Linked DNA regions of Capsicum annuum: region 1 is linked to region 2. The links are chromatin contacts, called in public Hi-C maps. All regions are on one chromosome and are shown on one strand. Each heading gives the region's core, a stretch centred on a gene start, on an enhancer-like site or on the middle of the called end of the contact. The rest is flanking DNA. Distances are from core to core; before and after follow the strand shown.

Region 1 (6,442 bases), core at 645-3,144, 380 kb before region 2:
AGAGTTTGTTACCACATATAATCCATGTCAAGGAAAATTCCTTATCTATTCCACCAAAGATGGGCTCATTACCTTAACAAAAATATATGTGCAGTCTCAAAATCAATCACTTAAGAAGATAACACTTCATTGTAAAGCATGCATTCAAAGCACTGGAATATTAGAGCTTATAACTCTATCTTAATTATGAAAAAGTGGGCACAACAAAGAATAGCTACAATAATAAAGCTCAACTCACTATCAAGTTTGGACAACAAGTCACACAATCAGTAAGTTTACAAAAACTTTATTATTTTCTGAGACTATTTTTATACTGTAACAAACTGAGCAATAAATCAAATAAGCCCTTTTTAGTTTAAGAAGAATAAAGATTAAAATAGGAATTGTACTAGGAGGTGCGAAAATGAGAGCAAGTTACAAATCTCACTACTCTCGTCACATTAAAATTCATGTCATCACGCAAGGACTGAGAAGCTTAGTAACCAGTATGTATTAGGAAAAAAAAAAGACAAAGTTGAGCTCCACATGGTCATAAGTTCTCCTAGATAAAATTGATCTAATCGTATCATTTCATAGCCAAAGTAGCATATATTAAACATCATAAATTGAACATGCATATCCTTCAAATTACACCAACTACAAAAGCTCGACAAGGCAACAACACCATCAATAACAATAGAGAAGGCAACAACAAAAACATAATATTGAAACATTAAATAAAATAATATTTAAAAATTTCACATTTTCATTGTACTTTAAACAAGTACAATGAAGTTCTTGAAGTGAAATAACGCGCAATTTGAACACAAAAATAAGTACTCACTGAATTACTAATAGAATCACAATTAATGTCGGACATGTTTTAACCTAACTTATGGAATAAAAAAGGAAAACAAAAATTTTGAAGATGGAGAAAGCTTAGAAATTAAATGAGAAGGCTTTGAAGGTTTCAACTGAATAAAAATGGAGCTGAAATAGGACTTTTAAACAGCAAGAACACTTATAATTGAACCCAGACATGATTTTCTAGAACTTTGAATTCAAACAACAACAAACCAAGACAAGAAAACAATTGAAAGGTGTAGATGCAGAAGAAACACCCATAGATCTCAACTTAATTCTCTATAACGCCGCGAGGAATTAAAAGCACAAATTGAAGATACTTTTGCTAGGTTTCTTTGTGAAAGAGTAGGGGAGACACGTTTGTTTGCTGCGTTGAGTAACAAGACACGTCTCTTGAATTTTCTCTTGAAATTGGGTCAAGTTATGGGTCGGACAGTGGTTTAAATTAGGGTGGTTTGATATCTGGGGATAAATTAAATAAAAATTGATTAATGGGTAGGATTATGCCATATGGCACGTCGTTAGTGAGAGGGGTATATATGTACTCAATCATTAACGACGGGGATATATTTGTACTAAAAATATTACGAAGGGCATATATGTACCATTTATCAAAGTTTAAGGATATATCTATACCTTTTTCGTTAAAACTTTAAGCGTTAATTAGGTGTTGTCTTGTAGTTACTTTAATCACCTCAAACCCAAAATAAAAATCTTAATGTTCTATTTTTTATAGTTAATATATATATTTTACTCATTTATTCAATGGGTTCAATATTTTCTCGATTTATTTTTCTAAAACTATGAATCTACTGAATCTATGATTTTAATTAAAGAAACCTAATAATTGATGTTATTTTGATTTCTAAAAATTCACTAACATTCTTAAAATCAACTAAAAGATTGAAAATATTTTTTATACTACTTATCGTATTCCTAAATAATCAAGAATTTAAAATTTATTTAAACATCAATTAACAATGCACATATTTGTACAAAGAAAAATAATATATATTCATGATGTTGATGTTGGACCTGTGGTGGTGACACGAGTCATTTTCGCTAGCTGCAAATAAAAGAGAAAAAAAGGGGGAAAGAGAGAACTGGGGCTAGGCTCGCTTATAATATAAAGTTATTAGTAAAAGGAGGAAAGGGGAAAAAAGAGGATATTGAGGAATAAAAATGTGCGTCTTCCTAGTTTCGAACTCAGGTCCACCAAGCCCCGAGAGCCTTCACCAGCAAACATGAACCGTAGAACCTGCGTGTCTCTTGATTAGGAATTCCATTTAACCAGTTTTAAAGAATTAAGAGGACCTGACCTATTTGTATTTCATCCTGCCTGCTTCAACGCTGTAAAGAAGAGTTAAAGAGTGCTACTAGGGTTTAACGAATTGCGGAGGCAAAAATGGGAGGGAAAGGGAAGAAGAGAAGAGAGAAGAATTACAGAGCAGCTCATGGAGGCACTACTAAACTTCCTCCCCCACCCACCACTACTTCCATAGATGCTATTCCCACGAAGCTTCGTCAAATTATGGGGTTTTCAGGTACATATAATCTATGTTGCTCGGACTCTTCAAAAATATCAACGGTTGCGTGCCAGATCCGACATGAGTGCGGCATTGAAAGTGAAGAGTCCGAACAACTTAGCATGCAATGCATTGTCTCGTTAATTTCTTGAAATACTTGTATTTGGTGGAAAGTAATATATATTTCTCAGTTTTCCGTGTTTTTTCTGAAGTGGGTTTTTGTTGTTTTTGTATTTTAGGGGATGGGAAAGTTTCATTGAATAATGCAGACAGGAAGAAAGGAGATGGTGGTGGCAGTGCTAATGGGAAGGTAAAGTATGGATATGGAAACTTGGGTCGTCGTATTACTTATCTCCTTGAAGATCAATTTTATAGTTTAATCTACTAATTTGGGTCGTCGTTAACACGCTTTGAAAGCTCAGAACTGTTACGTGACCGGTTTTGTTAGATATATAATTAGCTGAGTATGCAGTCAATCTTTAAAACACCAAGTTCAATCAAGTCCAAGTTAAGTCTAGGTTGGATTCCTAGCAGCTTGTTTGACTCTCTTGCTCTCATAGTTATTCTATGTTCAAGACCTGTCTTCCTCTATAATTTAGAGAGTGTTAGACCGATTTTGCAGCCCCCCTAATGCAGGAAAAGTTGGGTTTCTGCTTAGCAATTACATGGGTCGGAATAGCATAATCTTATTTGCTTAGGTCCTTTTTGAGAAAAATAAAATCTTTATATATATCTGGAATAATTAACTGGTGGTCTTATATTTATTCAAGGTTCCAACTTTCCTATATGTCTGATTGGGGGGTTTTTCTCTTATAACATCCATTTTGGTTTCAATTCAATTTGTTACATTAATAGGATAATTAACTTTATCAAAACTAATTCAGTTTCAACTTGTCTAGATATAAATAAATACAAGTATACTTGAAGTGTCTCAAGGATTTTCTGTTAGTCTCCAGTTTAATCAAACCATGATACAATTTGTTGCACCTTGTCAATGCCAACGATCTTTTCACTTTACTTTGTTTCAATTATGGTCTTTGACTCTCTGTCTTTATAGATCTGCATATTTCCTCTCTTGTCTCGAGTAACTTTCATCTTTTCGTGAATCATTGGGCAAAGAAACTCTTGAGTTATCTCTCCTTCACTTCCGTTTGTTCTCCTAACAACTCCATTTTTTTTGTAATTTTTGTTCTCGTGTTTTCTCCCTTTTGTGTGAATGTGTTCTGTGTTTTATATTTGGTGTTCAAACTTTGGACTTATATGTGTCCCTGAACAGAAACTAAGTTCAGAAGATCAAGTTCAAGCTAAAAATGTGGGTCACAAGAGGAAAGATGGCATGCACAGTTTGAGTGGTGTTGGAGCAGCAGAAGGTAATGCACATCAGAAGAGAAATAAAAATAGAAAAAGGAAAGAAGTGAAGGATCTTCGGTTTGACACGACTGAGCTGGGCATTACTAGTTCAAAGAGAAAGGAGCGAAAGAAACAGTAAGAACTAATGCCTCAGTTAAAAAAATTATCTTTATTATATCAGAGGTGAGAGCTGAAGTAGAGGCAGAGCCGTTGTTTTCTGTCATCTTAAATATTGATGCTACATATCTTGTTTAGGAGAACAACTAAACAAACTATATTTCATGAGGGAAACGGGGAATCCATTTAACGCAGGTATTCCAGGGAGTCAAATCCGTGAAATTATAGTTATGGAGCTTTAAGTTCTTAGGAGTGCTCCTAGACAAGAAGCCATTAACTAATACAACAACAACAACAAACCCAGTGAATTCCCACCAAGTGGGGTCTGGGGAGGGTAAAATGTACGCGCAGTCCATACCGCTACTTCCTAAAAAGACCCCCGGCTCTAGATAAAGAATAGGTAACGAGGTCATAGTAATATCTGAAGTAGAATGGATGGCATAACCGAAATAAGAAATGAGAAATAATACAAATAGAGCTAAGAGAGCCATGATAATAAGACTAATGCGAAAGTAAAAAAAAAGTATATAAGAAATAAGAAAAGGCCACCCCCTCGTAATTGCATACACTAATGGCTCCTACCAGTCGGCACAGTCGTAGGCTTACTAAGAAAGCTACACCAGAGCTCCCTAACTACTAGCTACAACCCACACACGCATTAACCTTCTACCCTAATCCGCGACCTCCACACCTTCCTATCTAGAGTCATGTCTTCAGAAAGCTGTAACAGCCCCATGTCGTGCCTAATCACTTCTCTCCAGTATTTCTTTGGCCTACCTTTACTCCTCCTGAAACCATCCAAAGCTAGCCTCTCATACCTACGAACTGGGACATCCGTGCCCCTCCTAATCACATGCCCAAACCATCTCAGATCTCAGATCTGGTTGTGATAACACAATATTTTTTTTTTTTTTTTTTTCTGAAAACATGAGGCTTGTGCAATAACTGCACTAATAAGATCTCAAAGTTTTTGTAAAATCAAAAAAGAGAGGAGATTTTGGGGAATGAATTTCATTATTATTCCGCCAAGCATGTTTGATTCAAATGATGATTACAGGTTCAACAAAAGGTAAATAAAGGATACCTACTCCTAAATACATAATTACCGAAATTCTAGATGCATTCATATTTACAAGGCACGAAATCTTGTCATATTTACAACTTTCAAACATTAGCATTCTTAATGCTGCTCCTCAAATTGGTGTACATATTATGTGCTCTCTTGCTGCAAATATACTCAATTCTAGAGCTACAGAGTGATTTGTAAGAGCATCTTATATGTGACTAATAACGTTGACAAAGCATATTAACTGCACCCTCTTTAAATTTCTTTTATCAAATGAAGTGACAATCTACTTTTGCATCTTCTGTTCTTTCATTAAAAACTGGATTTGAAGCAAACTGTATTGGGCACGATGGTTTATCTCTCTCTCTCTCGGGAAACGTGTGACCTTTCATGCCCCTCCCACCGTTATGGTCGTCCGGCAGTTCCGGTCTCATTATGATAATTTTTCTTCTCTTTTCTCTCCTAAATTCCATTTTGCTGCTCCCTACTTTTGTTTCTTTCTTTTCTCAGTCTTTCCTTGTGATTTCTAAATCCATCAATCCTCTCTTATCTTGTCCTACTCTGTGTCTCTGTACCTTGTTTAACTTTACGACATTCATTTAACTTGCCTTCTCCACAACGACGAGAGGTTGATGTGGTGTAGTTTAACAGGGTACTATGGGTAGAGGTGTGGTACTTCTGGCAGGGAACCAAACTTTTGAAGTGCGGGAGGTAAGTGAATTCTAGTACGAAGTGGTGGAAAGGTGAAAAAAAATCTTTTCAGCAGGGTATCTTTTGACAGATTTAACATCTTGGGTGTACTGTGAGACTGTCTTCGGAAGAAAGAGGAGGTATCAGAATTTAGAAAAATAAAAGTCAGTCGTATTCCTATCATATTTATCAAAATTTCAATAGAAGGGGGAAATATATTAGAATGGAGGCATTAAGGGACATAGCCAGTCTATGGTCATCATTCCTGAAATTGGAGATGATATTGGTTGAACAGATTAAAGGAGAGACTAGTATTCACTTATTTTATCTGTCGGAACTTTGACTGTTTGACATACTCATTGGCAATTGATGCCTTCAAAAGTATTGGAAGATTTTATCCAACTTGGATTTTGAAACATCTTGTTGCAATCTCTCAAAATGAGGCCAACAGCCAAGTGTGGGAAGCCATTAACTAATAATGTATGTTATCCTATCAAAGAATGGCTAAGATCATTGTGCATTAAGGTGTTTAATTTTTTGAGGTTGGGTGGTGTTCTGTGACTAGTTTGACTCAAATCAAATTCAGTGTTAATTTAGCGACTAACCTTTGAGTACCATTACCTGTTTTCTTTAGTTTAATAGATTATTTGCTTGTTTCTCCTTTATTTCTGACGATTACTAAGAAGCAGCTGAGGTTTTTTTTGTCCATATCACTTTGTACTTTCCATAACACTTAACAATTAGTTGATCATTGTTCTACGGTCTGAGTTTGTGTGCATAATGTATTCCTTTCAATATCGATTGAGCACCATGAGGTGTCAGCTTCAATTCCCAACAGAGATTAGGTGAT
Region 2 (6,087 bases), core at 698-3,197:
TTGTTCCTCTTTCCTTACCAACAAATGATTCTCAACATACATAATTCATAAACAATTGAGGCAGATACATACTTGGAAGAAAAATAAAGTTGGGTCACAAACTAAACAGATTGCGTGTCCTAATTGATAGTAATTTCTTGTATTTCTTTTTAATACTAACTATTTAGTGAATTAGAAAAAACAAAAAAGATTCTGTCCTCGTCGTCATTGAAGCAGACAAATTAGGAATTTTTTAATTTTCTTTTTAAATTGGGGTAGGGGAAGGGGAATGGGGGAGGGAATTATAATGTGGGCAATCGAACCCTCATTAATAAGGTGAAAGTTCAGATAACTAACCAATTAAGTTACTAAGATTCTCTAAACAAATTAGGAATCGATTTCACTAATAAATGTAAAAGTAAAAAAAAATATGAAACTAATTGTCCTCTAAATATAAAATAACAAACACATGAAACTGTTTTTGACCATTAAATTATTCAATTTTGACTTTTTACTGTATGAAATTAAATATTCACGTTTTTTTTTTCCCAAATTCTTTTTTTCTTTTGTTAATTTATCCTTGAATTAACGGAATTTGTTATGATTATCTCATGTCACCTTTCTTCTTTTTCTTTTTGTAATTTCTTTGTTTAAAAAATAATGACCTACTTTGACTTGACACATAATTTAAAAAAATTAAAAAAATTTTGAATCTTGTGATCTTAAAATAAAGTTGTCTCAAATGTACCAAAATATCTTTTAATTTTATGGTACTAAATATGTCACGTGGAAAAATAAAATTAAAATATTACCAAAAAAAATAAAATAATCTTTTTTTAAACAAATTAAAAAAATAAATAAATCATTCTTTTGTGAGAGTGAAACAATATGAATTTACTTACTATACCTGCTGCTATATCATTATAAACTGTATTGCTACTCTTCAGAATTAATCTGATCCCTTCCCCAACTCACTTGAATATTCGTTTAAACCCGTGAAAACCCACATAATCCACACAATATATGAAAATAAATAAATACTTGGAAGGAAAAACAAAAAGAGACTTGCCTGAATGCGGGTGAGATCAGATCCTGTCCGTACACTGGTGAAAAGGCTTAAAATGCGTTGGATCAGATTAGGTGCTCTGTAATGAGCATCATCTGATTCCTCCTCCAATGATAAGGGTGCTGTTAGAACAACCTTTGGCCCCACCTCTCCTTCTCTAACCTATACCCAAACATACCAAACCCACACAAATTTTACTTTTTTATTGATTACAGACACATTAAAACATACTCCTGCCGTAGATTTTACTAGTCTAAATTGGTATAACACAATTATTAAGATAAATAATAAATAACATAACTAGTTTATCATAATAAATCTATTAAATGATATTTATATTTTAATTTAAAGAAAAAATAATTAATATAAAAGGTAAAATATGAAAAAAAAAATTATCTTGTCTTGATAAGTAAAAAAGATAAATAAAATAGGATACCAGATTAAAAAATTTAGAACGGAAAAAATGAGACGGAGGAAGTAATAAAAAAAAGAAATTATAAGATTTTCAAAAAAGAAAAGTTGTGTAGATAAGTTGAAAATGAATAATATCACACCATATATGTTAAAAGTATCTTTATATTGGCTTAATTTAACGGTTGATATCAGAAATAATGATTCAACAAAGACGAATATGGAGATGTAAGAGTGATGCATGGTTCTGAGATCAACTTGATGTCTTTGCCCGGAGATGTAAGAGTGATGCATGGTTCTGAGATCAACTTGATGTCTTTGCCCGTCTGCGGTCCAGCTTACTCTACATGTGGATCTCCGAATAGGCCTAAGGATTGTTGCGATAGTCGGTTAGGAAAAATTGTTGGGTTTGCAAAGAAAGTTATAGTTAGAAGTTGATAAGAAAATAAAGCTACGTATAAAATGTAGTAAATTGTAAAGTTGATCTCTCATTATATTTAGAGTATTTTTAGGTTAACAGTTAACTGAACGCCTCTATATATATATTAAAAGTGTGAGCACTCTTAAAAAAATAATTTGAACTATTTATCCTTCATTAAAACACACTTTTTTTTAGATAAAATTATCTTTTCACTATATTCTTCAATTTATTATTTAGTTATTTTTATTATATTAATTAGACTCCTAAAATATATGGAAGGAGAATCCAATAATATTTTTCTTTGTACTGATCAATTAGAAAAATACTTCTAAAATAGAATTCTATTAAGAAAATCTTTTATAAATATTGAGATACGCATTAAACTAGAGAAGAAACTAGTTTACTTATTGTGAAAAATATGATTGATGTCTATCTAACTTGATTCGGTTGCATGTCTAGATTGATGAAGGCTTAATTTAACTTCACTATTTTTGTCAACATAATAGAATTCAATGTGTATGCATATATATATATATATATATATATATATCTTCTTTGATTTCATTCAAGTCATTCTTTATTGTCAAAACTTTCGCTCAGACAAGAATTATTTTCATCAAAACTGAAGGTTTGTGATCACTATTATATTATTTTGTTGTAGTTTACAGATGGTAGATGAATGTCAGTCGGCTTTGAAAATTTTTTTTAGATAAAGGTTAGATTTAATTGTATTGTTTTATATCTCTGTTTTGGAATTTTTTTTTGTATTGGTAAAGTTTAGTTGTATTATTTTGATATTTCAGTTATCGTATTATTTTGTTATAGTTTACAGGTGGTAGATGAGTGTCAGGCGGCTTTGAGAAATTTTTTGTGTAAAGGTTAGATTTAATTATATTATTTTGATATATCTATCATCTTATTATTTTGTTACAATTTACAGATGGTTTTTTTTAGAGGTTAGGTTTAATTAAATAAATTCTCTAAAAGATGTTGAATTTAATTATTTTATTCATCTTTATTATTTAAACAAATATCCTATTTAGTGTAAAGTTTGAACTCAATAAAGTGAGGTACACGCGCGAGGCGCGTACACCTAAATTAGTATATATATATATATATATATATATATATATATATATATATATATATATGTTAGACTGTGAATAGGGGTGTACATAGGTCGGATTGTTTGGGTTTTTTATTGAATAAAAATCAAACCAATTATGTCGATTTATTAAAACTATAAACTAAATCAAACCAACATAAAATCGATTTAGGATTTAGTCGGCTCTTTCGATTTTTTTGGATTTTTAGGGTTTTCTTCGTTTTTTTATAATATTTATTTTTTACAGGGAAAAGGCATCATTTCCATCCCATACTATACAAGAAAAGTCTAAGCCACACCTAAATTATCTAAGTGACCTATTACACACCTTAACTATATAAAAATGATATCATTACCTCCCCACGACCCCCATTCTAAGGCGCGTGTGTTACACTTATTTTAGGCGCGTCCAGCCTATTAAATAACAAAAGTAAACGACCAAAAACATTAAGGGAAAAGACATCGTTTCCACCCCAAACTATAGTCGAAAAGTCGAATCCACACCTACTATATAAGTGACCTATTACACACCTTAACTATAAAAAAGTGACACTTTTTACTGACGTGGTGCTGACGTGGAAGTGCGTGAAAACACTACACCGCATGCAAGTGGTGGTAGCTTGACAAGGTGTAAATAGTTTCACCTTTTTTATAGTTTAGGTATGTAATAGGTCACTAGTATAGTTTAGGTGTGGCTTCGACTTTTCGGGTATAGTTTGGGGTGGAAATGATGCCTTTTCCCTTTTTTACAATTATATTGTGATTAAAGATTAGATCAAGTATGTCTTCACTTATGTGCTAATGAAAAAACTCAATTCTGAAAAATTGGGGAGCGAAAAACTTTCTTGAAACTAAAAAGTAAGATGAAGAGTGAAAAGTTTATATTGTGTTTTGGATCATTTTATTAGCAATTAATGGACAAATATTACAACTTAATATATACATACATATATATATATATATACACACACCTACTTTCTAAATATTGAAAATTAATAAAACTAATTGAAAAAGTATTTAAAAAGTAGATTATAATTAATATTTTATGTATAAAAAGTTAAATTATATATATGCATATATATATATATATATATATTATGTCAGTTTGACTTTTTTCGATTAACACCAAACCAAATCAAGAATGGTCGGTTTTTTTTTTCAAACATCAAACCTACCAAACCAAACCATCAGTCGATTTTTTTTCTCAGTTTGGTTTGGTTTGACCTGATGATTTGTTCCGTACACCCTAACTGTGAATATGAATTCCCATATATAGTTGAAGTTGATGATAATGAGTTTATTCACACAACACAATCGTACAATTTGAGTTCATTGAATTTGGAATTATGAGTGCGAACATTTATATACTAGTATTACAAATTAGATTTACTATGCAATGCTTACTCAAGCATATTCTAGAACAATGCAATTGTTTCACAAACAATATTCTCAATCATTTGGAAAAAGGACATTAGTTCAAGTACTATTCAAATAGAAAAAGCCAAAACAGGAAACACGAGAAAAATGTAACAAACGGCCAAATAGAGAAGATCAGTAATAGGATCTTCCTATTTTGTTTGCATCTCAATTATAAATCACCAACTCCACCCATATAGGAAGCTAATTAGTGCCTAACCTAAAGTTAAAGTCAAATTAATTAGGTCATAAACAATGAATAAACAAGAATATTTCCTATTGAATCTTGCAGTGAAGATACATCAAAGGGATAAAAACGAGAGACTTTCTTGTAGCCACAAGAAGAAATCACTGTGCATGTTTAAATTTTGTGTACTGATAATTATTTAAAAAAAGCAATAATGGATGTATAATTTTTGTCGCTAAACATAGATATATGTTGTTAATTCTATTTAATGATACAGTAGTAATGGGTTATTTTAAAATTTTTTATAAAAAAATATAGCTGTGGATTATTTAGCGACAGACTAGTAATAAACTTCGTATAGCTACTTCCTATTTTTTTCCGTAGTAAGTGTAGAAATTAGATCTAAATGATACAAGTATAGTAGTACATTAAACAAAAGGTTAGACTAATAACCTAAACAAATAAGAAAGATATTTTGTAATTATAACAAGTTAAAATACAATGATAACATAATAATACTTCACATATTAGTAGTTTTTTTCCATCAAATTCAAAGTTTCAGGCATATAAGTTGAATAATACAACTACTAGGTTACTGTTCTGCCGAAAGATGATTAATCATGTCCAAAAAGTGATTAGCAGAAGAGCTAAATTGCTGAACAAGTATCCACAAAACAAACAAATTAAACCTAAATAAAAATATCACTAACTTCGAGTAGAAATTAGACAAAACATTGATTAATTAGTACTGAACTTAATATTAGTGTTGTTATCCAAGCATACATCATTCCATTTGAATGTAATTTATAATTTAAGCATGGTATAATTTAAGGCGACGGCGACGAGGACTTGGTGGTGACGGCAACGGCGAGTTGGAGGTTTGTTGTCTTTCTTCTATATCAGAACCTCTTTTGATGAAAAATATTCTATTTATATATGATTAAAATTATTTTTATGTATATAGTAAGTGTCGATCCCTCTACAGCTAATTTTTCTTCAAATATTGAATCCTTTTAATTGAAATTTTGGGTTGATAAGAAAATTGATTTTGTTCTTAGCTTCGTTTCAGTCCCTAGTTATGCCATTTATGAATTTACTAGACTGGTTGTTATATGTACCGAAACTGGAGTAAAATGAGTTGGATAGCTTAAAAGTAGAAATTGTCCTAAATGATTGTTGTTCTCTGTTACAGGACTTGACTAAATAATATCTTAGTTTTCAGTTACTGTTTTCCATTAGTAAGTCAACAACTAGGTTTATCTGGTGTGTTTACAAATTGAATGGTTCTGTTTTTGTGGAAGTTCTAGGCGATCTTGGTTCTTATTGTATGAGTGACATTGTTCGAGAGTTGTAAGATGGTATACTAATGAAATTTAGAGTTACTGAATTTGATCTAATATTAAACATTCGCCTTACTGATAGAGTTGAATTTGTAGACTTTGGGGTTTATAATGTTTGTTCCTGCTGGCCTGAATTGGTTTTTTGCAGGCTTTTATGCACCT

What was found. A called contact is a pair of places that touch in the nucleus more often than the background predicts.
Region 1: a Hi-C map of leaf shows a contact between it and region 2, with 2.0 times the contacts expected there. The contact joins the promoter of LOC107852977 here to the promoter of LOC107852978 in region 2. A contact is called at or near these places in 2 of 5 Hi-C or Micro-C datasets (leaf and placenta).

What each region holds. Positions count from the first base shown.
Region 1 is chr7:156,434,211-156,440,652 of UCD10Xv1.1, reverse strand. LOC107852977 reads left to right here and starts at 1,894. Exons shown (of 5, transcript XM_016698011.2): 1 at 1,894-2,387; 2 at 2,609-2,679; 3 at 3,646-3,854. The coding sequence starts at 2,249.
Region 2 is chr7:156,059,498-156,065,584 of UCD10Xv1.1, reverse strand. It overlaps LOC107852978 (oxysterol-binding protein-related protein 4B), which reads right to left and starts at 1,947. Exons shown (of 7, transcript XM_016698012.2): 1 at 1,715-1,947; 2 at 1,049-1,207. The coding sequence starts at 1,750.